Linked DNA regions of Oryctolagus cuniculus: region 2 is linked to region 1. The links are chromatin contacts, called in public Micro-C maps. All regions are on one chromosome and are shown on one strand. Each heading gives the region's core, a stretch centred on a gene start, on an enhancer-like site or on the middle of the called end of the contact. The rest is flanking DNA. Distances are from core to core; before and after follow the strand shown.

Evidence for each region. A called contact is a pair of places that touch in the nucleus more often than the background predicts.
Region 2: a Micro-C map of ear pinna shows a contact between it and region 1, with 8 times the contacts expected there. The contact joins the promoter of ZC3H13 here to the promoter of COG3 in region 1. A contact is called at or near these places in 2 of 6 Hi-C or Micro-C datasets (ear pinna and psoas muscle).

Annotation. Positions count from the first base shown.
Region 1 is chr9:64,558,011-64,564,737 of mOryCun1.1, reverse strand. COG3 (component of oligomeric golgi complex 3) reads right to left here and starts at 2,488. Exons shown (of 23, transcript XM_002712958.5): 1 at 2,164-2,488. The coding sequence starts at 2,337.
Region 2 is chr9:65,117,303-65,123,723 of mOryCun1.1, reverse strand. It overlaps ZC3H13 (zinc finger CCCH-type containing 13), which reads left to right and starts at 4,974. Exons shown (of 19, transcript XM_070048789.1): 1 at 4,974-5,518. CPB2 (carboxypeptidase B2) reads left to right here. Exons shown (of 11, transcript XM_008259991.4): 11 at 4,499-4,841. The coding sequence ends at 4,692. LOC103349055 (a long non-coding RNA gene) reads right to left here and starts at 5,395. Exons shown (of 3, transcript XR_007920977.2): 1 at 5,307-5,395; 2 at 970-1,100; 3 at 66-892.

The DNA.
Region 1 (6,727 bases), core at 1,239-3,738:
CCACAAACTACTAGAACCAATAAACAAATTCAGCAGAGCTGTAGGATACAAAGTCAATGTAAAAAGATCAGTATCATTGTTTTTTTTACCAAAAACAAATTATCTGAAAAAGATATCAGGAAACCAATCTCATTTCCAATAGCTATCAAAAAAAATTAAGAATAAATTTAGCCACAGAGGTGAAAGATCTCTACCATGAAAAATTTTGTTAAAACATTGATGAAAAAAACTAAAGAGGACACAAAGTGGAAAGACATTCTATGTTCATGGTTTAGGAGAATCAATACAGAGGCCAAGCACTGTGGCGTAGCAGGTTAAGCTGGTTTGATTCCCAGCTGTTCCACTTCCAATCCACCTCCCTGCTAACGCACCTGGGAAAGCAGCAAAAGATGGCTCAAGTCCTTGGGCCCTACCATACTCATGGGAGACTCGGAAGAAACTCTTGACTCCTGGTTTCCATCTGACCCAGCTGGCTGTTGCCATCAACTGGGGAGTGAACCAGCGGATGGAAGATTCTCTTTCTCCCTCTCTCTCTCTTTCAAAATTAATAAACCTTTAAAAAAGAATAATACTATTAAAATGTCCAAAACACAACAATTTAGATATTCAAAGCAACCTCTATCAGGACATCAGTGACAGAGACAGGCATTCGACCTAGCATTAAGACACAGGTTAAGACACACTCATCCCTCATCAGTGTACACGGATTCCATTCCTGGCTCTAGCTCCTGAGTCCATCTTCCTGCTAATGCAGACCTGGGGAGACAGCAGTGAAGGCTCAAGTAACTGGGTCCCTGCCACCTACGTGGGAGAGCTGGACTGAGTTTCCTGTTCCTGGCTTTAGCCCCAGCGACCACAGGCATCTGGGAGTGACCCAGCAGATGGGAGCACCTCTTTGTCCCTCTGCCTCCCAAATGAAAAAAAAAAAAAAATGCAATAGTTAAAAATAATTTTTAAAGAGTATTTTCTTGTAGAATATCACACACTCATGCACATACGCGCGCACACACACACACACACACACACGTGTGTGTGCTCTGGAGTCCAAGCACCCTGCTTCAGGAAAAGCCATATCAATTTTAAAGAGATTGGGAAATTTACAGAGCAAACAACTTTTATTATCCACATTATAATACTTGGATAGCCAAACCAAAGAAATGTCCTCCCACTTCCTCAAACCCACTTCCGGCACAACATCCTCCAGTTAGAGAAGCCAAGGAACGAACGCCTACTTTATGGCAGGGTGTGCAAGACTGAATGTGCAGAAAACTTCCAAAGCAAACCTCTGAGGTCTCAAGGCAGAAAAAGCTAAAGGCCAAGTCAACCTTCATTTGGACATAATTTCTAAAGCAAGTAAAAAGAATGCTTCCAACACCAAAAATAACCATCACTGGCTTTTAATACTCTTAAACCTGGTCCTCAAAACAAGAAAAAGTTTGTCACATCCGACAATTCATAGGACGTCCCTGTTGTCCATAAAACTAATTAAACTGAAATTCACAGACGCAGTACTATGCCTCTCTCAACGGTAACTGGATTAAACTAGCATACCTTAACAATGTACTGGTCCAGTTTGCAAAGAAATTCACTTTTATTGCTATGCACGGGTCAAATAAATCGGATCTCCCGTAACCTGCACTTGATCGACAGCCCAGCGTTCAATGTCTGATGAATGAAAGACGCTCAGGATCAAGTTTCGTTCTCCCCAAGTCCCCCTTGCCAAAGGTAAAAGGCGGCGAGGTTATTCATTAAGGTGGTCAACGAGCACCACCTGGAGCCTCTCCTGCAGCCAAAGCCCTCAGGGTCGGCGCCCCTCCAGAAAGGCGGTGGGCAGCAGGGTCACGCCTGGGGCAAGACGCCCCGGGCAAAGCTCCCAGCCAACCGTCCCACGCCACAGGGAGAGACTGGGGTGCCGGCGGGCATCGGCCACTGGATGCTCCCGCAACCTTCCCTGGGTGGGTGGCAGCTCGGTCGGGGTCGCGGCAACGCGAGGCCTGACAGCCCCGGGAGGGGAAGGGCCCCTCCCACTGGATCCAGCCACCGTGTCCAGGGAGGAGTGCACAGAGAGCCCGGGCAGAGGCTGGCGAGGCCAGAGTCCCGCCAGGACGGCTGAGAAGCATCCCCGTGCCTTCGCCCAGCCCGGTTCCCGCCCCCTCGCCTCACCTCGTCCGGCACCGGCAGGTTCTCCGCCGCCGCCTTCAGCTCCAGCACCGAGTCGGTCTGCCTGTCGGTCAGCGGCGCCGTCGAGTCTGGTCTCCGATCCCAGAGAGCCAGCTTCTCCCGGGCGTCCCGGTCCGCCGCCGTCTCTGGCAGCAGCAGCAGCGCCGCCTCCGCCATCGCCTCCGCCCCCGCGGCCCTCAGCAGCAGCGGGACAGAGGGGACCCCGACAGAGAGGTCCCGGCCACTTCCGGGAGAACCCGGGTTTCCAGCGCAGCACCGGCTGCGGGGCGGGGCGAGCCGGAGTGACTTTGCCCCGGAAACGCTTCCCAGTATGTGGGCGGGGCCGAAACCAGGATAGACGTGGCTTTAAACTGGGTACAAGTATTTCCGGTTGGGTTGTAGCAGTGGCTGAGACAGGCAGGGCCCTGACGGAAATAGGAATGCCCCTACCGGAAGTTTCTTCTTCAACATCAATAACTTTATTGTTCCGTGCTAGTGAGACACTGTCGCCAAGTCACCCTGCCGACAGGGGCCCCCTTGAGCTCGGGATCCTACCGTGTGTCTGCCCACAGCTGGGTAGTTTGAGTGGAGAGCGTGGCGTGTGTGTGATTTCCATGTTGACATGATGACAGTTTCTGCCGCTTAGATCAAAACCAAAAGGGTACTTTTCCAACATCCCATAATTCCTGTTAGGAAACTAATTTATGGAAAAACATTTAAAAATGCAAAGATGCATGTATATCAAACACCATTAATAGTGTCCAATAATGGGAAACATCTAAGTGTTCAGCATTAGAGATTTGGTTTGGGAATTCGTGATACAGACATGTAATTGGAATATTACTCTGCCATTTAAGCCATTTTGCAAGTTTGCACAACGTTGTAATGATAGTATTGGATCATAATCTATAGATGAACACCCTGAGTGCGTTCTGATATAAATAAATGATTTAAATAAGTAGAGGAGAAGAAACAACCTTGTACTTTACATAATTACAATCAATAAACATACAAAGAATGAGGAAAATAGAAGGTCATTAGGACACCACGGTAATAATTGTAGCGTAAGGATGGATGCCAAAATAGGTGAAAGTTCAAGGAGAAACAGGAATGTGTACCTTCCCAAATAATTGTTGTAGAACCAGAGCAACGAGTGTGTTGGCCGAGACATTGTGTTTGCTTTTTGTGTGGCCAGGCAAAGGAGGTAAGGGCTCTCCCCTCCAAATTACCTCCCTTCTAGCTCAGGGAAGGGGCTCCTATAAACACACAAGCTGGAGAAATTGGGGGTGGAGGGAGAGGGGTTGAGTTTTAGGGAATGTCTTTGGTACTTCTTCTCTCTGAGCTGTGTATGTGCAAAATCTGGCATGATCACCCTAGGACGCACACCTTGATAACATATCATTCCATCCATAAGCTTCATGACATTTATTCTGCCCTGATCATTAATTGCTTCTTTTTTTTTTTTTTTATTTTTTTTGACAGGCAGAGTGGACAGTGAGAGAGAGAGAGAGACAGAGAGAAAGGTCTTCCTTTGCCGTTGGTTCACCCTCCAATGGCCGCCGCGGCCGGCGCGCTGCGGCCGGCGCACCGCGCTGATCCGATGGCAGGAGCCAGGAGCCAGGTGCTTTTCCTGGTCTCCCATGGGGTGCAGGGCCCAAGCACCTGGGCCATCCTCCACTGCACTCCCTGGCCACAGCAGAGGGCTGGCCTGGAAGAGGGGCAACCGGGACAGAATCCGGCGCCCCGACCAGGACTATAACCCGGTGTGCCGGCGCCGCAAGGCGGAGGATTAGCCTAGTGAGCCGCGGCACCGGCCAATTGCTTCTTTTTTTAAGACTTATTTTATTATATTCATTTGAAAGGCAGAGGAGGAAAGAGAGACTGAGATTTTCCATCCACTGGTTCACTCCACAAATGGCCACAACGGCCAGGGCTGGACCAGTTTGAAGCCAGGAGCTCCTTCCAGGTCTCCCATGTGAGTAACAGGGACCCAAGCACTTGGGCCACCCTCCCTGCTTTCCCAGGTGCATTAGCAGGGAGCTGGATCAGAAGTGGAGCAGCCCATATGGAATGTTGGCACTAAAGAAGGCAGCTGAATCTGCTGTGCCAAAGCACTGGCCCCCAAGTGCTTCTTTAAAGAATAAGAATTTTTTTCAGGGTGGGGGCAGGCAAAACACTTAGAAATTGATCATAAGAGGGCTGCAGAATTTGACAGGGGAAGAAAATGGAGGGAGGAAAGCGGGGTGGTCCTGAAGGAGAAACAGCTTGCAGATGGCTAACAGGGCTGAGGGATTTGTTTGCCTGTTACTACCTGGGAAGGGAAATTGGAGCTCAATGGAGGAGCAGAGTTTTCTTTTTTTTAACTTAAGGGGCTCCATTACACAATCCCCCCGAGATATTAATTGATAATAAGGGGGAAGAGTAACTTTACAGCAGAGAAGCCTGGCAGACATCACCTTAACCAAGTGATTGAGGTTAACATCATCAACAGGGCCCTCCTGCCATGCTGGGTGGAGGACTAGGCACAGGTTCTGCAGTGTTGCTGCCAAAAATGCAAAACCTTGGGGCTGGCGCTGTGGCATAGCACTTTTTTTTTTTTAAGATTTATTTATTTATTTGAAAGGCAGCAGAGTTACAGAGAGGTAGAGGCAGAGAGAGAGAGAGAGAGAGAGAGAGGTCTTCCACCCGCTGGTTCACAATGGCCGGAGCTGCGCTGATCTGAATCCAGGAGCCAGGAGCTTCTTCTGGGTCTCCCACGTGGGTGCAGGGGCCCAAAGACTTGGGCCATCTACTGCTTTCCCAGGCCATAGCAGAGAGCGGGACTGAAAGTGAAGCAGGGGGCTGGCACCATGGTGCAGTAGGTTAATCCTCCACCTGCAGTGCCGGCATCCCATATGGGCTTCGGTTCTAGTCCCAGCTGCTCCACTTCCGATCCAGCTCTCTGCTTTGGCCTGGGAAAGCAGTAGAAGATGGCCCAAGTCCTTGGGCCCCTGCACCCACATGGGAGACCCAGAGGAGGCTCCTGGCCTCCAGCACAGCTCCGGCTCTTGCGGCCATTTGGGGAGTGAACCAACGGAAGGAAGACCTTTCTCTCTGTCTCTTCCTCTCACTGTCTGTAACTCTAACTCTCAAATAAAATAAATAAAATCTTAAAAAAAAAAAAAAAAAAAAAAAGAATGTGAAGTGGCCAGGACTCAAACCAGCACTCATATGGGATGCTGGCAGCTTTACCCACTGTATACGCCACAGTGCTGGCCCTGCTCGACTTTTGATCCAGCTTCTGGCTGATGTGCCTTGGAAAGCAGAAGATGGCACAAGTCCTTGGGCCCCTGCACCCATGTGGGAGACCCAGAAGAAGCTCCTGGCTCCTGGCTTCGGAATGGCGCAGTTCTGGCTGTTGTGGCCATCTGGGGAGTGAACCAGCAGATGGAAGACCTCTCTCTTTCTTTGTCTGCCTCTCTCTCTCTCTCTTTCTCTCTCTCTCTCTCTCTCTCTCTCTCTCTCTCTCTCTGCCTCTCTCTCTCTCTGCCTCTCTCTGTAACTCTGCCTTTCAAATAAATGAATAAATGTTTTTTAAACAATGCAAAACCCATTCAAATCATAGGAAAATCAAGTCACATGTAGAAAAAGCCTGCAAACAAACTGGCCAATGTTCTCAAAAGTGTTAAGGCCCTGACAACAAGGAGAGACTGAGGAATTGCTCCATGTTGGAGGGAACAAGAGAGACTTGACATCCCAGAGTGATGTAGGCTCCTAGGTTGGAGCCTGGGAAAGAAAAAGGACATCTGTGGTTTTGATAATAATACTGGACCAATGTTAACTTTCTGGTTTTCATTATTGTGCGTGGTGAGGTTCAGACATACCTGAACTCCCTATACTGCCTTTGTAACTTTTCAGAAACTTAAAATTATCTAATAATAGTTTAAACATTTATGTTGCAGGAAATTTTATCCACTTGGAGAAAATGGTTGTGATATAATTAGGAAAAATGAAACAGTCTGTGACCCTACTAACCAAAGGAAACATTTCAAAAACACTGATGCATGGTTGCAATTACTGATCATTGTTTTATTCTTTCTCTTTTATTTTGCAATGAGCTTTGCATTTAATAATAAGTTGGGTTTAAAATGACTCAATCTGGCTTCAGAGCACTGCTCCTCCACATCAATCCACCATCATTTCCTAAAGAAAGTCATCTTGTAGATACAAGGATACCTCAAAATGTGGGAAAATGGAAATAAAGATAACATGCATCTTTCCATGAATTTTTGAAATATCCTTGTACATGTAGCATATGGTTCTATTTGTCCAGATTTGTAAAACATACTCTCTCTACTTCAGATTGGACTGAACTCCAGTTCCACAAATCTCAGAAATGGAATGAATCCTGTTGAATTTTCTGCTGACAGTTCTTTACAAAATATCACCCTGCAAGGGTCAAATATGAGCATCTCCTCTCCCAGATGGGCTTCTATTGCAAATTTTCCTAAATCCGTGATCACCCTACTTTCTTTTAAACATGATTTTCAATTCCTTAAAATATTTTTTAATAAATTTTTTTTTATTT
Region 2 (6,421 bases), core at 3,725-6,224, 560 kb before region 1:
CATGGCTGAAAAAAATCAAGAGAAGAATAAAATTTTGTGAGACGTGAAAAATTATGACATTCCTATTCGGGTGCACATAAATAAAGCTTTACTGGAACACAGGCAGGCTCATGTATTTGCATATCAGGCATGCTGGCTTTCGTGACAGAGACTATGTGACCCACAAAACCTCAAGTATTGTCTCTCTGGTTCTTTACAGAAAAAGCTCGCCAACTCTGGGGATAAACAATTACACAGTAAAATATAGCATAATCCCATTGATAAGTGCTTTGAAGAAAATAAAATAGGATTATAGGCTTGAGAATGAGGATAGGTGAAAGACACTACTTAGCTTAAGTGGCCTGGGAATGTCTTGGTCTGTAGGTAACACTTCTAGGAGACCACACTGGCAAGTGGCTAACAAGTGTGGAGGAAACCAGAGAGAGGGAGTAGCATTTCAAATGTGGAGTGGGCAGAGTGCAAAGTCCAAGAGTTTTCTTTAACAGGTAGGATCTATAAGGGTATAAAAACTCACATTCATATTATTTCCAATAAACTGCTTAAGCACCACATGCTCAGAACAAAGTCCAGAATTTCCTTCCTCCTGGTTCCAACCCTGCCCCACCCCCAAATGTCAGCCAATTGGTCCACACAGTGTTTGTCTCTAGTGTCCTTGATCCACTCTGCCTTTCCTGACCAAGGACCTTGCTTTGTTACAGAAGAACCTCATACTCATCTTCACTGACAAGAGGGTTCTTGGCCTCCATCCTCTTCTCTCTGGTCATTTGCCAGAACATTAACTGCAGTGCCTCAGGGCTGGAGGAGTTGATGAAGCAACCTTCTGCTATCATGAAATCAGCCCATCTTCACACATTCATTCCTCCAGCATGCATGTAGAAGTATAGGGAAATGGCTGGAAGAATAAATACCGGATGTTGAGCATGGTTTTCACAAACATTTGATGAATGAATCAATGAATGAGTGCCATACCTAATCCGCTGTTGATGGGATATTTTCCAATATTAATCACAAGCAATGCTTCAGTAAATAACCTTGTAAATCCATATATAGGTACAGTGAAGCAAAAATTGTCATTCTTTGCATATTACACAGTTGTCCACCTAGAAAAATGTAGAAAAGCAACCAAAAATATTAGTAACAATCAAAGAGGTGACTAAGGTAGCTCATTATAAAATACAGATAATTCTGTAACATTATATATAAAAATAGTAAGGTAGAAAATAAAGTAGATAGCATTGCCTGCATTAAATACATGTATACCTACAAGCACGTACACACATATGGATTAATTTTAAATTAATATGTGTGTATATATGTGCACACACAAAATAAACTTATAGCAGCTACATGAAAACTCTAGAAAATTTTAGTGGTGTATATAAAAGACAAAAGTAGAAACTGACCATGGCTTTGAGTGGGGAAACAATATACATTTTTTTCTAAAGTAATGTATGTATTCAATGCAATCCTGATGGATACTCAAATAATTCTGAAGTTAATTTGAAAGAATAAATTTGGGGCTGCCTACACTGTGCAGCAGGTTAAACCACCACCTGCGATGCTGGCAGCCTATACAGGCACCAGAGTTCATGTCCTGGCTGTTCCACTTCCGATCAGCTCCATGATAATGTATCTGGGAAAAGCAACAGAAGATGGCCCAAGTATTTGAGTCCCTGCCACCCATCTGGGAGACCAGGATGGAGTTTTAGGCACCTCTGGCTTCAGACTGGCCCAGCTGTAGCCTTTGCAGACATCTGGGGAGTGAATCAGTGATGGAAGCACTCTCTGTAATTCTTTCAAAGAAAAAAAGAAATCTTTAAAAGAGAAAGAATTTGTTAGATGAGTTTTTAAAGTTCTGAAAGGACTACTAAGAATATGTCTCCAATCAGATGTTGGCATGCATTATAAACCTGTAGTAATCAAGATAGTGTAACACTGAACTTGGAAGAGACAGATGAATAAAAATAATGAGTACATAAAGACACTGCGATAGATAAGGAGATCTGCTTATATCATAAAAAAGGCATTTTAGCCGGCGCCGTGGCTCACTAGGCTAGTCCTCTGCCTGCGGTGCTGGCACACCGGGTTCTAGTCCCGGTCGGGGCGTCGGATTCTGTCCCGGTTGCCCCTCTTTAGGCCAGCTCTCTGTTGTGGCCAGAGAGTGCAGTGGAGGATGGCCCAAGTGCTTGGGCCCTGCACCCCATGGGAGACCAGGAGAAGCACCTGGCTCCTGCCATTGGATCAGCGCAGTGCACCGGCTGCAGCATGATGGCCACGGCGGCCATTGGAGGGTGAACCAACGGCAAAAGGAAGACCTTTCTTTCTCTCTCTCACTGTCCACTCTGCCTGTCAAAAAAATAAATTAAATAAATAAATAAATAAATAAAAGGCATTTTAAACCAGTTAAGAATGTTGGAGGGGCTGGCGTTCTGGCGTAGTGGGTAAAGCTGCTGCCTGCAGTGCTGGCATCCCATATGGGCACCAGTTCAAGTCCCAGCTGCTCCACTTCCAATCCAGCTCTCTGCTATGGCCTGGGAAAGCAGTAGAAGATGGCCCAAGTCCTTGAGCCCCTGCATCCACGTGAGAGATCCAGAAGAAGCTCCTGTCCTGGCTTTGGATCCGCCCAGCTCTGGCCGTTGAGACCGAGTGAACCAGTGAATGGAAGCCCTCTCTCTCTCTCTCTCTCTCTCTGTGCCTCTGTCTCTCTGTAACCCTGCCTTTCAAATAACTAAATAAATCTTAAAAAAAAAAACACACACAAAGAACGTTGGATAATTGAACAGTCAGAAATTAATTGAAACACCTGATAAGATATTTAGAAAAAAACTTCATCATATTAATCTTTCACAAAAATTCCAGATAGATTTTTTTTTAATTTTTTTTATTTTATTTTTTTGACAGGCAGAGTGGACAGTGAGAGAGAGAGAGAGAGAGAAAGGTCTTCCTTTTCTGTTGGTTCACTCTCCAATGGCTGCCGCAGCCGGCACACTGCAGCCAGTGCACTGCGCTGATCCGAAGGCTGGAGCCAGGTGCTTCTCCTGGTCTCCCACGCGGGTGCAGGGCCCAAGCACTTGGGCCATCCTCCACTGCACTCCCGGGCCACAGCAGAGAACTGGCCTGGAAGAGGGGCAACCAGGACAGAATCCGGTTGTGCCAGTGCCGCAAGGCGGAGGATTAGCCTATTGAGCCATGGCGCCGGCCCTCCAGATAGATCTATTATTTTAATATAAACACCCTCCCATAAACTAAGTTGAAAGCCAAAAACCAAATGAGACAAAAAATTTTCCACATATTATACAGGGCTAGTAACACCAACATTGATTTGGTAAGCAATCTTTAAAATAAACCACAGAAAAATGAGCAAGGATAATTGACAGAAAAATAAAGATGGATAATACTCAAAAAACAGTTCAACTCTGTGATAATGAAAGAAAGATAAGATAACGATATTATTTTTCACCCATAAAATTGCTGGAAAGGATAATTTCTGTGGATTGTGCTGGAAGGGGAAGGAGGCATACTCAGACCCTGCGAGTGGTAGCATAAATCGGCTCACTGCTTTTGAAACGTATCTGGGAACAAGTATGGTAAAGCCTAAAAGTGCTTACCCTTAATCTAGAAAGCCTACTGGAAAAGAATATTCTAAAGAAACAAAGCAGTTATGTGTCAACAAGGGTAGGTTGTAGTAAAATTGTTTATATTAGTAAAAAATTGCCTAAAATCTAATTATTTAAATTGATTATATCTAGCTTTATAATGCAATGCTACGAGATCATTAAAAATAAGGAAGCAGGGCCGGTGCCGCGGCTCAATAGGCTAATCCTCCGCCTGCAGTGCCTGTACACCGGTTTCTAGTCCTGGTCGGGGTGCCAGATTCTGTCCCGGTTGCCCCTCTTCCAGGCCCGCTCTCTGCTGTGGCCCGGGAGTGCAGTGAAAGATGGCCCAAGTACTTGGGCCCTGCACCCCATGGGAGACCAGGAGAAGCACCTGGCTCCTGGCTTAGGATCAGCACGGTGCGCTGGCTGCAGTGCGCTGACCGCAGAGGCCATTGGGGGGGTGAACCAACAGAAAAGGAAGACTTTTCTCTCTGTCTCTCTCTCTCACTGTCCACTCTGCCTGTAAAATAAATAAATAAATAAATAAATAAAAAATAAAAATAAGGAAGCAAATCTGAACTTATCAATTTAAAAATGTTACAATGATTGTACTTACAAACTGTATACATAGTGTGATCTTATATATTTAGTAAAAAAAAGAAAAAGAAAAAATCAGGGAGTCTGTACTGGGAGGAAAGCCGCACTAAAACATTACTGGTAAATATCATTGCTTGGTAGGATTACGACTAATTTTTGTTTTCTTCTTTCTCGTCTTTTTCTTTAGCCTTCATTTTGCTACAAGAAATTTATGTGACTTAATAATTTTAAAAAATATTTTTCATTAAAAAAAATCCTATTGCAAAACACCTATATCCCAAAAGACAATTTCCTTTTTCTTTCAGACCTAGCTCCTGGAGGTTCAGACGACTGGATCTACGACTTAGGCATCAAATACTCATTTACAATTGAGCTTCGAGACACTGGCAGATACGGATTCCTGCTGCCGGAGCGTTACATCAAGCCCACGTGCACAGAGGCCCTGGCCGCCGTCCTGAAAATAGCTCGGCACGTCATCAGGAACCTTGGAGGCCTCTGACGTGGTGGCTAGGCTTCCGTATTTTAATCCCCTGATCCCAGCAAGGCCAAACCATTGTCCAGTGTCTTTCTAAGCTATCAGTTTTGTGAAAATGTTTTCCCGGTCTGTGGTTTTGTCAAAGAACAAAATAAACGCTAATTTGAAATGAAGGCAGACAAAGGCCCAGGGGTATTTTTATCTTTTTGAAAAAATCTGGATATGGCTAGGTGCTGATTTTTTCCTTCAACTCCCACGCCTGACTAGCCATCTCAAGTAATTCTACTAACTAGCTTCCTGCAGATGACTGGATTCCAAGCATCAAAAGGAAATGAGGTCAGGAATACACGAACGATTTCTGTTCCTGGTTTCACTACATTTCTGCCTGCGCCTTTAAAAACACAACTCTGCATCCCTTGGGCTCCACAGTAACATGCGATGGCCCAGCAGGGGAGCGGTGCCATGAACAGAAAAATATCGCCTCTGGCTCCATCTCAGCGCCGCATAACCGAGTCGAACTTCCGGACATTCCACGTCTGTAGTTACTTTCGAGAGCAAATGTAGCACTTTGAGCACTTAAACAGGTGTTGCCTGTGAGAACTTATGCAACAGAAACAGCAAACACCTCTTAAATTCACCTGTCGGTGGGAAGGTCCCTAGTCCGGGATCTCCAGCGCCCAAGACGACTCCACAGCAGCCCACTGACGTCACGTCGAGGGGCGTGCCCAACGAGGGGGCGGTGCCTGAGCGCTGACGACTAATCTGGCGGCCGGAAGCGGCCTCGCTCTAAAGGAACAGGGCAAAACCCTGACTTCCGGCGGCATTTTGAGGCGGTCCTCCTAGCGGCCTGGTAGTGTTTTTGTTGCCTTTTCTTGCTCGCCAATGTCTTCATTCTTTTTCTTCCTGCTTTCCTGTGTCGCTTGATCTTGGCAAGGCGGCGGGCGGCTTTTGCTTTTCAGCCGCCCCGGGAGCCCCTCGCTAGGCGAGGGCCGGTTCCCGGGAGCCGCGCGTGCACCTCTTTCTCTTCATCGTAGTCCTCCCGGGGCCAGGCGCGGGGACAGAGTCGCCTTCCCCGCTCCCCGGAACGGAGGCGGCGGTGGCGCCCCCGGATTGCGCTTGTGAGGGGAGCTTGAGCAGCAGGTAGGCTCTTTGGGAATTGGTGTATCTGGGGAAAGTCCGTGAGCACACCAAGAATTGGGGGGCAGGCGGGGAGCGAGTTGGCCTTTTTCCCAGCTAGGGTCATGGGGGGATGTTGAGCACCCCACCTTTAACACTGCAACAGCTCCCTGTGCTGAGATTTCGTTTCTTGCTGTAGTTAGGATTCTGGCGATGGTCCAAGGAGGACAGTGCGACTGAGACAAAAGGCTGTGTCCCTCACTGCCATGTAATGTAGGCATGGAACTTTGCACCGTGTTTGGTTTCTGTGCAACGGAAGGGTGCAGCAGGATTAGATTCTTCCTCTTTGCGCATTCGAGACCTGTTAGAGAAAAAGGGGCCCGGCGTTCAAATGTGTTTTGTCTTGCGTGTCTCCCAGCAGCGTTAAAGACAGGTGCGGGGAGTTGAGGCGTGCTACTTTATGCTCAGGTTTCCCGGGTAGTTACTTTTTGGCAACTGTGTCTGGAACGGGGAAGGTGGAATCAAAGGAGAGTGACGTTTGGCATCATCTCTTCCTAATAGGGTAGCATAATTTATGCGGCTGAAAAGTTATTTGGAGCAGATAACGAAGGCTACGAGGCTTTCAGATGGCTTGACC